Linked DNA regions of Sus scrofa: region 2 is linked to region 1. Evidence: chromatin contacts called from public promoter capture Hi-C data. All regions are on one chromosome and are shown on one strand. Each heading gives the region's core, a stretch centred on a gene start, on an enhancer-like site or on the middle of the called end of the contact. The rest is flanking DNA. Distances are from core to core; before and after follow the strand shown.

The links. Promoter capture Hi-C pulls out the DNA fragments that hold promoters and counts their contacts.
Region 2: a contact with region 1 is called in a promoter capture Hi-C map of fetal skeletal muscle, with 3 times the contacts expected there. The contact joins the promoter of WDR75 here to the promoter of GULP1 in region 1. A contact is called at or near these places in 1 of 5 promoter capture datasets (fetal skeletal muscle) and 1 of 2 datasets of contacts at active chromatin or transcription factors (skeletal muscle).

What each region holds. Positions count from the first base shown.
Region 1 is chr15:92,985,538-92,990,698 of Sscrofa11.1, reverse strand. GULP1 (PTB domain-containing engulfment adapter protein 1) reads right to left here and starts at 2,605. Exons shown (of 12, transcript XM_021075382.1): 1 at 1,912-2,605.
Region 2 is chr15:93,977,899-93,983,059 of Sscrofa11.1, reverse strand. WDR75 (WD repeat-containing protein 75) reads right to left here and starts at 2,006. Exons shown (of 21, transcript XM_003133536.4): 1 at 1,735-2,006. The coding sequence starts at 1,820. It also overlaps a transcript of COL5A2 not described here.

The DNA of each region.
Region 1 (5,161 bases), core at 1,356-3,855:
ACAGCAACACAGATAGGGAAGGATCTCACTTCCCTCCTAGAACCACTTCTTTCACTCTCCTCTGTCACATCCCACTGCACTCTATGCTCGGTTTATTTATTTATTTTTTTTTTTTTTTTGCCAAGAAGGCTGATCTTAGTCACCTAAAAATTCTCATTGCAAAAGAAACCCCTTGTTTAAATCCAAGTACAACCAACAGCTCCTTTCCAATTATCCCCTGCAACTTCCCCAGTCTCTTTCATGCCTGGCTACTGAGCTCAGTCTAGTTTGGCTGCCGGCCAGGTTCCTCTCTTCTTTCCTTGTCAGTCGTAAAAACTTGGAAAACACTCCTGGACAGCTCAAGGAGACCTTTTAATTATGCAGTGGGGCAGTACCTTAGCCTGTCTGCTGTTTCCAGCAAGGGTTGTAGTCGCCAGTGACTGCACTCTCCCAATTGGTGGATTTTCTAGCAAGACCACTTGTTTATGTGGGGGAAGGAGAGAAAGACTAGCAGAAAAAGGGTTGATTTGCAAATCTGAAAAATGTCCAACTCCTCTCACAGTTTCCTACTTCCTCACATTCACTCCGTCTCATTACTGCCTTCTTTTAGCACCTTATCACCCATTTGGCATCAAAGACACAAAATCACCAGTATCCTAGTCTCATTCTAATCCTAGAAGGGAGTCATAACTAGAACATTCTTCAAAAACTTTTATTCTCAACTGCTGATGCAAGATTTTTTTTTTAAAAAAAAGCAGGTCCCAAAGTTATTAAAGCCTTCCTAATTGCATTATACTTTGTCAAATTTGCAGATTGAAATAGTGCATTCAAATGTCTGATTGCAAGTGAAAGTAAGGTGAGCTCAGTCGGGAAAAACTATTGGGACCCAGGAAGGGATATGTTGATCGACGGCCCGCTTTTACTCGGGGTTTGCCCAAGGTACTAAGTGCACATGACAAGTCCAACTCCAGCTACGTCTTCCTTACTCTACCCTGGCAAGCTGGTTCCAGCTGCAGCGTCCAGCTTCCTGTTCAAGTTCCATTCAACATCGTAAACACATTCCAAGAAAACCAGCCTGCCCAGAGTTCCCTCCCGCACACAGGGAAGTCTGAGAGGCGGCCCCAGGAGCCTCAGGGAAGAACCGATCTCTTTGGGTTCTGATCCGTGCAGTGATTCAGCCCACAGGGTGGTGGACCCCAGCGAGAACCCAGGGTCTCAATACCGCGCAGCGCCACGCGCCCCTCTAAGTAGCGCCCACCAGAAAGAAATACTTGACCCACCCAGCCAAAGGGTAACCCTGTGGGCGCGGCCCCTGAGTTTGGGCCCTCCCAGCCTGGGCTTTAAAGAATCCGCGGCCGGGCCTCGGAGCTTCGCGCCTCCCCGCCCCCCCTGCTCACACTCCCTCCCGCGGCCAACAAAAGGGAGGTTAAGCTAAAGAAGTTTAGCTCCTGGGTCGCCCCGCTGTGACCCGGCGAAGACTTGCTTGCTCAGTCGCGTCTGGTCCCTACCCCCGCAGCCGTACTGACCACAGTCGACCCTCGGCTCCCTCCAGCTCCCGCCCGCCGGCCCCGGTCACCCGGACCAAAGTTACCACAAAGGGCTCCAGGAGTCGGGAGAACACTGCGTCCCCGACCTCGTGAGACTGACTCCTCGTCATCCCTGAAGCACTGCCACAGCGGTCGTCAACAGGTCTTATTCTCCTTCCTTGCCGGACGTCTCCCAAAGCCTTTCACTGTCCCAATCTTTGCAACCTGCCCAGCGGCAGCAGCGGCGGCTCACAGCCCCGCGCCCTCCTTCCCCTGCACCCGGCCGGGGCTGACCACCGGCCCGCCGTTTCTCAGGATGTCGACTTAAAAGGGACTGAACGCTACCTGGCGGGACGCTGGGGTTTGCAGCCAGCGAAGCCCCAGGATAAACGGCGTCTCTCCGTACCTTACTGACTGATGCAGTCGGGTCAGGCTCCGGGCAGGGGCGTGGAGAGCCGCGGCGTCCTCGGAACCTGGCGATCTCCGCTCCAGCACAGCCGGGGCGCCGTTTCCGCGGCCGAGAGGGAAAGTTTCTCTACGTCAACACCGTGCTGGACTCGGGACCCTCCGGCTCCGGTCCCCTCCCTCTACGCATTCTCTGCCCCCTCCCTCCTCTTCCTTAGCGGCTGGAGCCAAAACGCGCTGGCTGGCGGCTGGGGCTCGAGGCTCGGGACTCCGGGTCGCTCCAGGCTGGGAACGCGGGGCTCCCCCTCTCGGCCAGAAGGAAACGCTCCCAGTCTCGGCTGGTCTCCTTGGACACTTCCAAACGGGACGCCCGTGTTCAATCTCGCTGACTTTCTTTAATCTCTAATGCTCGCCTCCTGTGCGCCCACTGAGCTATGTGTCGTCTGCACGCAGGACCCATGGGGGAGAATGGAATGCGAGAGAAACCCGACTGGAGAAGGGAAGCCTTACCTTGCTGGCTTCTTAGCCGGCACAGAAGCAAAAATGCAGCTCCTCTCCCACCCCCAGCCCTCGTCCCCCGCCGCGTTTCCTTTCGAACCTCCTGCCTGAAGCACTGAATGGGGATTATTTGCCTTCCCTTATCTCTATGTGTTTCCGAACACAATCTTAAAACACTTGTGCTGCTTAACAACGGCGGAAAGAGTGTCAAAAGAAGCAGACACACGAATTTGAGTAGAACACGCCTTCTTTACAGCCTTTATCAAGAAAGCGTGGATACAGTGTTTGCTGTGGCTCTGACTGCACCTCTACACTTTTTCTCTATTTTTCCTCATTTTTAAAAAATTCAGATCGAATCTCTGCACTTTGTTATGCCTTAAAAATAAAAAAGAAAGGAAGGGAAAGAAAGAAAACTGCCAACACCACCAGATAATGCTCCTTTGCTCCTTTCAGATATTAACCTCAGAACTCAGGACTTCTACAGGTTCAAGGGAAAACACAGCAAATGTTCTCACTGACACGATTAACTTCTATGTGGGAAGAAGGACAAGGAGTAGTATCCTCGTTTAAGTGATTCTTTGAGAACAAGTGGAACTTTACTAAAGTTTTTCTAGACATTGCTCAGAATTTAGTTTACTAAATTTTTAATTTGAATGTGAAAATAGATGGAGAGGGGGGGAAGCATTTTGCAAGACTTAAATATATTGTGTTACAGTGGAATCTGGGGCTTAGAATCAGACTGGTCATATTCCTTTCAAGACTACACACTTATTCTCTACCCTAGGTCACTGGTCACAATTACAGCTGCCAAAGAAACTGTGTAAGAGAACTCATAGAGTCAAGATCACATTTACAGGAGTTAGAATAGCATCAGGCATGGAGAAAGTAGTCAATAAATATTTGGTTCTTATGTCACACTATATTTGTAACTAGAAGATAGTACTAGAAATTTCCCCCAAAGACTTTAATTGAATCAGTTTTCTTCTCCCAAATGCTTTAAAAATGTAAAATCACAATTTTTGAAATGAAAACTAAGTTTAGGAGTTCCTGTAGTGGCTCAGCAGAAACAAATCTGACTAGTATCCATGAGAAAGCAGGTTCGATCCCTGGCCTCGCTCAGTGGGTTAAGGATCCGACTTTGCTGTGAGCTGTGGTATGGGTCACAGATACAGCTCGGATCCCATGTTGCTGTGGGGTAGGCCAGCAGCTGCAGCTGCCATTCGACCCCTAACTTGGGAACAGTTGCAGGTATGGCCCTACAAAGACAAAACTAAACTAAATTTAGGGATTAGCTAATTCTAGCCAAACTCTCTTAATTTAAATACAAGGCAACTGAAGTCCAATAATCTTAATTGACTTTCCCCAAATCTCATTGTTGGGACACGCCAAATAGGGCCAGAAATTAGGCCTCTTCATATGTGGGCATTATTATCTTTTCAGTATGCTTCCTACTTTATTACAACAGCCAAGCACACAGTAAAATGACTCCACTGAAAACATGAATCATAGGACAATGTTGGTTGCTTTTTCTGTAAATAACAATATTCAATCACTAAAAAATGATGCTTACTTAATATCAAAATGATTATAAAAATAAATCAAGAGATAGCCCAATATGAATAAGGAAGTTGACCAGCTGATCAAACCCATGCTTCCATTATATAATTATAAACATCTCTGTGTTCTTTTAACACAATATTTGAAATTTTGGAAGTTGCCAAAAAGAGAAAAAATTATAATTTATATAGTATAAATATAAAATAAATTTAGACTATTATATAAATAATAGTTTATATAACTATTTATTTATATAGTTAATTTACATAGTATATCCATCATAGATGTAAGAATGGGGAAGCATGGATCCCTATAACTCTCTTTTTCCAGTCATGACATACAAGGCTAAAGATTACTCATTTTTATATTTCCTCCCAGTGTTTAGAATCTCCAAATTTGCTATTGCTCTGTAATTCTTAGAACCTGACTTTCGATATGCACTGCTTTATGAAATGGCTTAGAGGTATAAAAACCTCAAGGATGTCAGAAACAAGTTTTTAAAAACACTAAAATCAAATAAAACAAGATTTAAAATCAGATCTATAGCATGCCCCTGGAACTGAAGAAGGGAGATGCCAAGGAGAAGGGCTGCAGGGGTTCTGGCAGAATACTACCAATATGCCTAATTCTCCCCATAGCAAATACTCAGATTTCCGTTTGAAAAGCCTTCCCAGTCATCATAGGAATATATGGACCCTGATAGAGACTCAGCAGCCTCCCAATATTTTAAAATTAATTTTCTGGCTCAAGCCAGTTTCAAGTTACTCTTACTTGAACTAAAAGAACTTTGACTAAGACAGATCTGTTATTTATGGTGAGAATAACAATTTTGTTGCTGATTATTACAAAAACATACTCATGTACTGGTTGTTTAGCCGTATTACTGCAAAGCAATCAGTTAAAGTATTTGAAAATTTTTCTAAAAGGAAATAAAACACAAGATGGAATTCAAAATCTCAGTCATGTGAATTGAAAAGGGGTGTATTTCTTTTTTTTTTTTTATTTTTTTATTTTCCCACTGTACAGCAAGGGGATCAAGTTATCCTTACATGTATACATTACAATTACATTTTTTCCCCCACCCTTTGTTTTGTTGCAACATGAGTATCTAGACAAAGTTCTCAATGCTACTCAGCAGGATCTCCTTGTAAATCTATTCTAAGTTGTGTCTGATAAACCCAAGCTCCCGATCCCTC
Region 2 (5,161 bases), core at 757-3,256, 990 kb before region 1:
AATGCCTTCTATGCCATCACTGTACCTTTAAATATATTAGCCTACCCGCCTCTCATCTTTCACTGCGTATTATATAGTTTTACACAGTTTTCAGATTAATATTCTTGAGGAAACACAGTCATATTACCCTCCTCCCCCAACACCTTATTAAAAAATGCTCTCTTCGGACCAAACAACAACAAAGAACTGACTCTATGTTCCTTTTCCAATCTTTTTTCCCACTAACCTTCTTCATATACCATGCCTACTAACAGTATCTTAGCTCTTTGTTTATACTGTCCGTGTATCTGGAATGCCTTCCATGCATATCCCCTAGTCAAATACCACACACCTGCCTACATCTAGCCTAGATATTACTTTCTCATCAACCTGCTCCATCCTTCTAGTTTGAAGTGCTGTTTCTCATGGGCTCTCAAAGTGCCACAATGTATGAAACATCTGAGTATTTTCTTTTCCTCACTAGACTGAAAGCTCTGTAAGGTAGGATCAATAGTGGACTTATTTTACTTTTGTCACCTCAGCTTTTTTTTAAATTATGTAGCTGATAAATACTTAAAAACAAACTGTAGACCTTAGCAAATGAGATACAATAGATCCCAATATAATGAATAAGGTGTAGAAAACAGTACACTGGAGGAAGAAACTGGATATAAGTTCAAAGTGGTAGAACTCTAGCAATCTCTTGAAGCTTCAGTTTCTTTCTTTGATTCACAAGTATCAACGAAGCCCTCTTTATTGTAAAGACCAGGGATTCCTTTTTTTTGGCCACTAAGCTAATTTATGAAAGCTCCTTCAGTCACTCATGCATGCATTCAGTAGCTATCTGCTAAAGACCCATAAACAAGATATTGTGGCCATACAAACCTTCACAGACCACTATCTCTACTTTTCTAAAATAGAAAGGGTTTTAATTATCCATCACTGACTGAAAATCTCATTTTGTCACTTATAGATGACGCTGACAATACAGCAGTAATAATAATGACAGCTGACTTACATTGAACCATTAAGTGCCAGGCACTGTTCGATGCGCTAAGTATTTAGGCACTTAATCCTCTCAACAACCTTATGAGATGGATTACCAAATACTCCCGTTTTATAGAGGCAACTGAGGCAGAGATTAAGAACCTGCAGAGGCACAGAATAGATGAACCGGGTTTCGAACCCGCTAGTTTAGCATCCAGCTACACTGAACTCCTGATGAAGGGGACCAGGGCTTAAACATGCTTTTATCCCACACAGAATCTAATATTTTCCACGCAAAGCTCCAAAAAGGTGACCAGAATGGTTTTTTAGGGGGTAGGATATGTGGAGAACTCCCAATAATTAATCGTTCAGGAATTCCAAATCATGATTCGGTCCCAAAAAGGGATACTCATGGTACTGCAAGAACAGCGGCATACATATTTTGTACCTGGATCATTTTCCAGCCGCCCCAACGACCAGCCGATTCTAGACACGTGGGTCCGCTCCCGGGGGCCCCTCAATTTACCTGCAGATCTGGAGAGGGAGAAGCGCGCGCGCCCCAGTCTGCAGTGCCACTGGACTAACAGGTATCTCATTCCTCTTAACAGCTACCGGCTCCTCCTGGGGCCTGGAGTGCTCCGGGCGCGCCCCTTCCCGAGACCAGAACCGCCAGCCCGGACGCGCCGGATAGTTCTTCCTCTCCCCCCCGCTCCCAGGTGGTGGACTCAACGCCCCTCAGCCTGGCGGCAAAGCGCGGCGCACCCATACTTAGAATCCGCAGAGAACACCGCTCTCCTGAAGTTCAATTCGCTGCCGCCACAGCGAACCACGCGGAGACTCTCTTCTGCCACCATCTTCGCGCAAGCGCAGGCCCCGCCCCGAGCTTCCTGGACGGAAGCCGGTTGACAGGGCGTTTGTCCCGCCTACAGACTCCCACTCGGGGCTCTTCTAGGCCTCAGTCTCTATGGTAACTCTTTATGGTAAGACCCTGCGCCTGCAGGGCCATCTTTCGTTTGGGCAACCGCTCATTAGGACGCCTGTGAAGAAAGGTAAAAGTGAAATGTAGTCAAAGACGCAATGCATTTATGTTAGATTCTCCTAAAATTTTATTTAGTACAGATAACTTTCTCTCTGGATTTATCAGTCTGACTATAGCTTCTTCCGCTGAAAGGGAAAGGTGAACCAAACTGTGTCACGTGACCACCGGTCCTTTCCCATCCTCGCCGAGCTTCCCCTTTTTCTGAATCGGGCGCTTCGTGATGACGCCTGCCTTGTGAGCCAAAAGCTTTCTTGGTCTCACGGTTGAGTTCTTGGGTGGGGAGGTAGAATTCTCTACAGTTGTTTGTTTCTCTCATTAGCAGTCTCTTTGCCCTATTCCTCTAAGCGTAGCTCACGTTCCTACAGAATCTTCGCAGCTGCAGAGCCTTGCCTTTTCCTTTGGACATCTAGCTCCTCCGGGATTCTGGTTCTTATTTTTCTCCCCGGTCGGCCGATCTGACATTCCACTCTATCCTGGCCAAATTCCGTGGTTTTAGCTTCCGAAGCCCTGAATGCTGAGAAAGTTAATGTCTCCACATCCGTTTCTTTTTTATAAACGTATGTGTATCATTTTTGTTGTTCCTGTATATTAAGGGGTGCTCATTTTCATTCATTAATTTAAACATTTACCAATGCCCTCTGTACTGGCTCCCTACCACTCCTAAAGGTGAAGAGCCACTGTCAGCGTCACCTTAACAGGAACAGGAGATCTGCCTTGTACGTGGATCTCCTTAGTCTTTCTGGAGGCAAATAATTATTGAGAACCTTCTACATGTGAGACACAGTGCAAGACAAATGTGATCCCTGCCTTATTACCTTCAATGGGAGAGAGAGACAATAAAAATGTTTAATGTGACAATCACAATTTGTGTGCTGAAGAAAATAAAACAGTAATATGAAAGGCCAGTTTCCGAGGCGGTTTAGGCTTAACCTAATGAATATGTGTTTGTTAAGGTAGTGCACGTTAAAAAACAGTATTTTTAAAATGCAACGTTAATACAAATTTGATATAAAATAATTCAGTGCAGAAGTAGAATGGTCTTGGTCCATCCTACACCCCATGAATATCTCTTAACCATTAAAGGTTTGGCGTGTATGTTTCCTGATGTTTTTCTAAGCGTATATACACCTTAACATTATTCTTGAATGTAAGGCACCATGTATCCCTTTTCCCCCTCTATAATGCTTTCACTGCATTGTATACAGATTTTTATCTCTTTTTCTTAATGACTGCATAGCATTCATCGAGTAAATATGCCACAATTAAGTCATTCTCTCAAAGGTGGATAGTCATTTCCATTTTTTCAAAAAGTGGCAAATAGTGATACAGGGCACAGATTTATGACACTATTGCTGTATGAGGGATTCCTAGAAAAGCTGTGGGGTTGAAGAATATCTGCATTTTTTATTTTGAGAGAATGTTCTGTGGAATAGAGACGTGTTACTGGGAAAACCAAGAGGAATAACTAACAGCAGCCAAAATAGGGAACTATGTAACTTAGATTTTTAGTCTGATGTTTTGGGAAAATCCATAAGGAGAGGAAGTATTATAAGAGAGTATAAATTCTTAAGAAGAAATCCGGAGGGAAAAGGACTGAGGAAGTGGTGTAAAGCAAACGAAGTTGTCTATAAAGATTGCATCAGTGAGCAATTGAAAGATAGCAAGGGTCGGCAGTCGATGGTTTAAAATTTAGAGTCACATTTTCAAGAATTGCTAAGTGTAATGAACTCTGCTTCTTAAGTCTATTATTTCCTTTCATATACTGGTATTTGAATATCATATATCAATCTTTGTTGATTGGCCCACAGACACAAAAAAAGCAACATTTTCTAAAGTGTTTGAAGGACTGGAAAGAATAGGATATTGAGGGTGATAGGAGGTGGCTATAGATATTCTCTGCTCCTGCTGTTAGCACTGTCAGAGGCTTCCCTAGGCATTTTATAGAAGAGAGCAAGGAAAGTTGCACTCCTTTGTTGAGAGCTGAGCATGCGTGACAGGTCCCTGTTTCTCTTCAGCGTTCCTCTTGTCTTTCTGAGTCCTCAACAGAATCCTCTTTAAATTCATGGCAATATTGATTTTTCCTAGCACATACTTTATTTAAAAAATTTTATTGTAGTTGATTTACAATGTTCTGTCAATTTCTGCTGTACAGCAAAGTGACCCAGTTATACACATTCTTTTTTTTTTTTCCATTACAAGTGATTAGATTTCCCTGCTGACACATACTTTAAAACTCTTCCAGCCTCTCTATCTAGTTCCAAGGCTGCTCCCACCTTTTTAGGTTTTGTTAGTTACATGAGCAGCCCACTCTTGGTACCAAAATCCCTTTCAGGGTTCTCCAGAAAAACAGAACCAATAGGATTGATTGATTGGTTTTTATTTATTAAAAGGAATTGGTGCACTCAATTATGGAGGCTGAAAAGTCTTACAATATGCAGTCTGCAAGTTGGACACCCTGGAAAGCTGGTGGCGTAATTCACCCTGAGTCTGAAGGCCTGAGAACCTGGGGAGAAGATGGTATATATCCAGTGTAACTACAGGAGGAGAACACTGCTCCAGCCCAGCAGTCAGGTAGAGAAGGAATGAATTTTCCATCCCTTTTCCTTTTGTTCTATTCTAATCCTAATGGGCCCTGTATGCTGCCCAGCCACGTTGGGGAGAGCAGTTTGCTTTGAGTCCACAGATTTCAGTGCCAATCAGGTAAGATTGGCATTACCTTCACAGACAAATCTAGAAATATTGTTTAGCCAAATACCTGGCATCCCATGACCCAATGAAATTGACACATAAAATTAACCATCACACTGGGCAACCACTGATCTGTTCTGAGTCCCTACAGCTTGCCTCCAGAAACTTGTATAAACAGTATTATATTGTGTGTAACCTTTTATGTCTAGCTTCTTTCACTTAGCATAATATTATTAGAAATTTGTGTTGTTGTGTAGATCGGTGGTTTCCTCTTTTTTTGATGGGGAGTATTCTGTGTATATGGGCGTTCCACAATTTGTTTATTCATTTTTTTTTGTTGTTGAAGGATGTTTAGTTTCTTCCCTAGTTTTGGAACATGTGAATAATACTGATTTAAACATTAATTTGTAGGTTTTTGTGTGAACATACATTTTTATTTATTTTCTAGGGTAAATGCCAATAACTGGG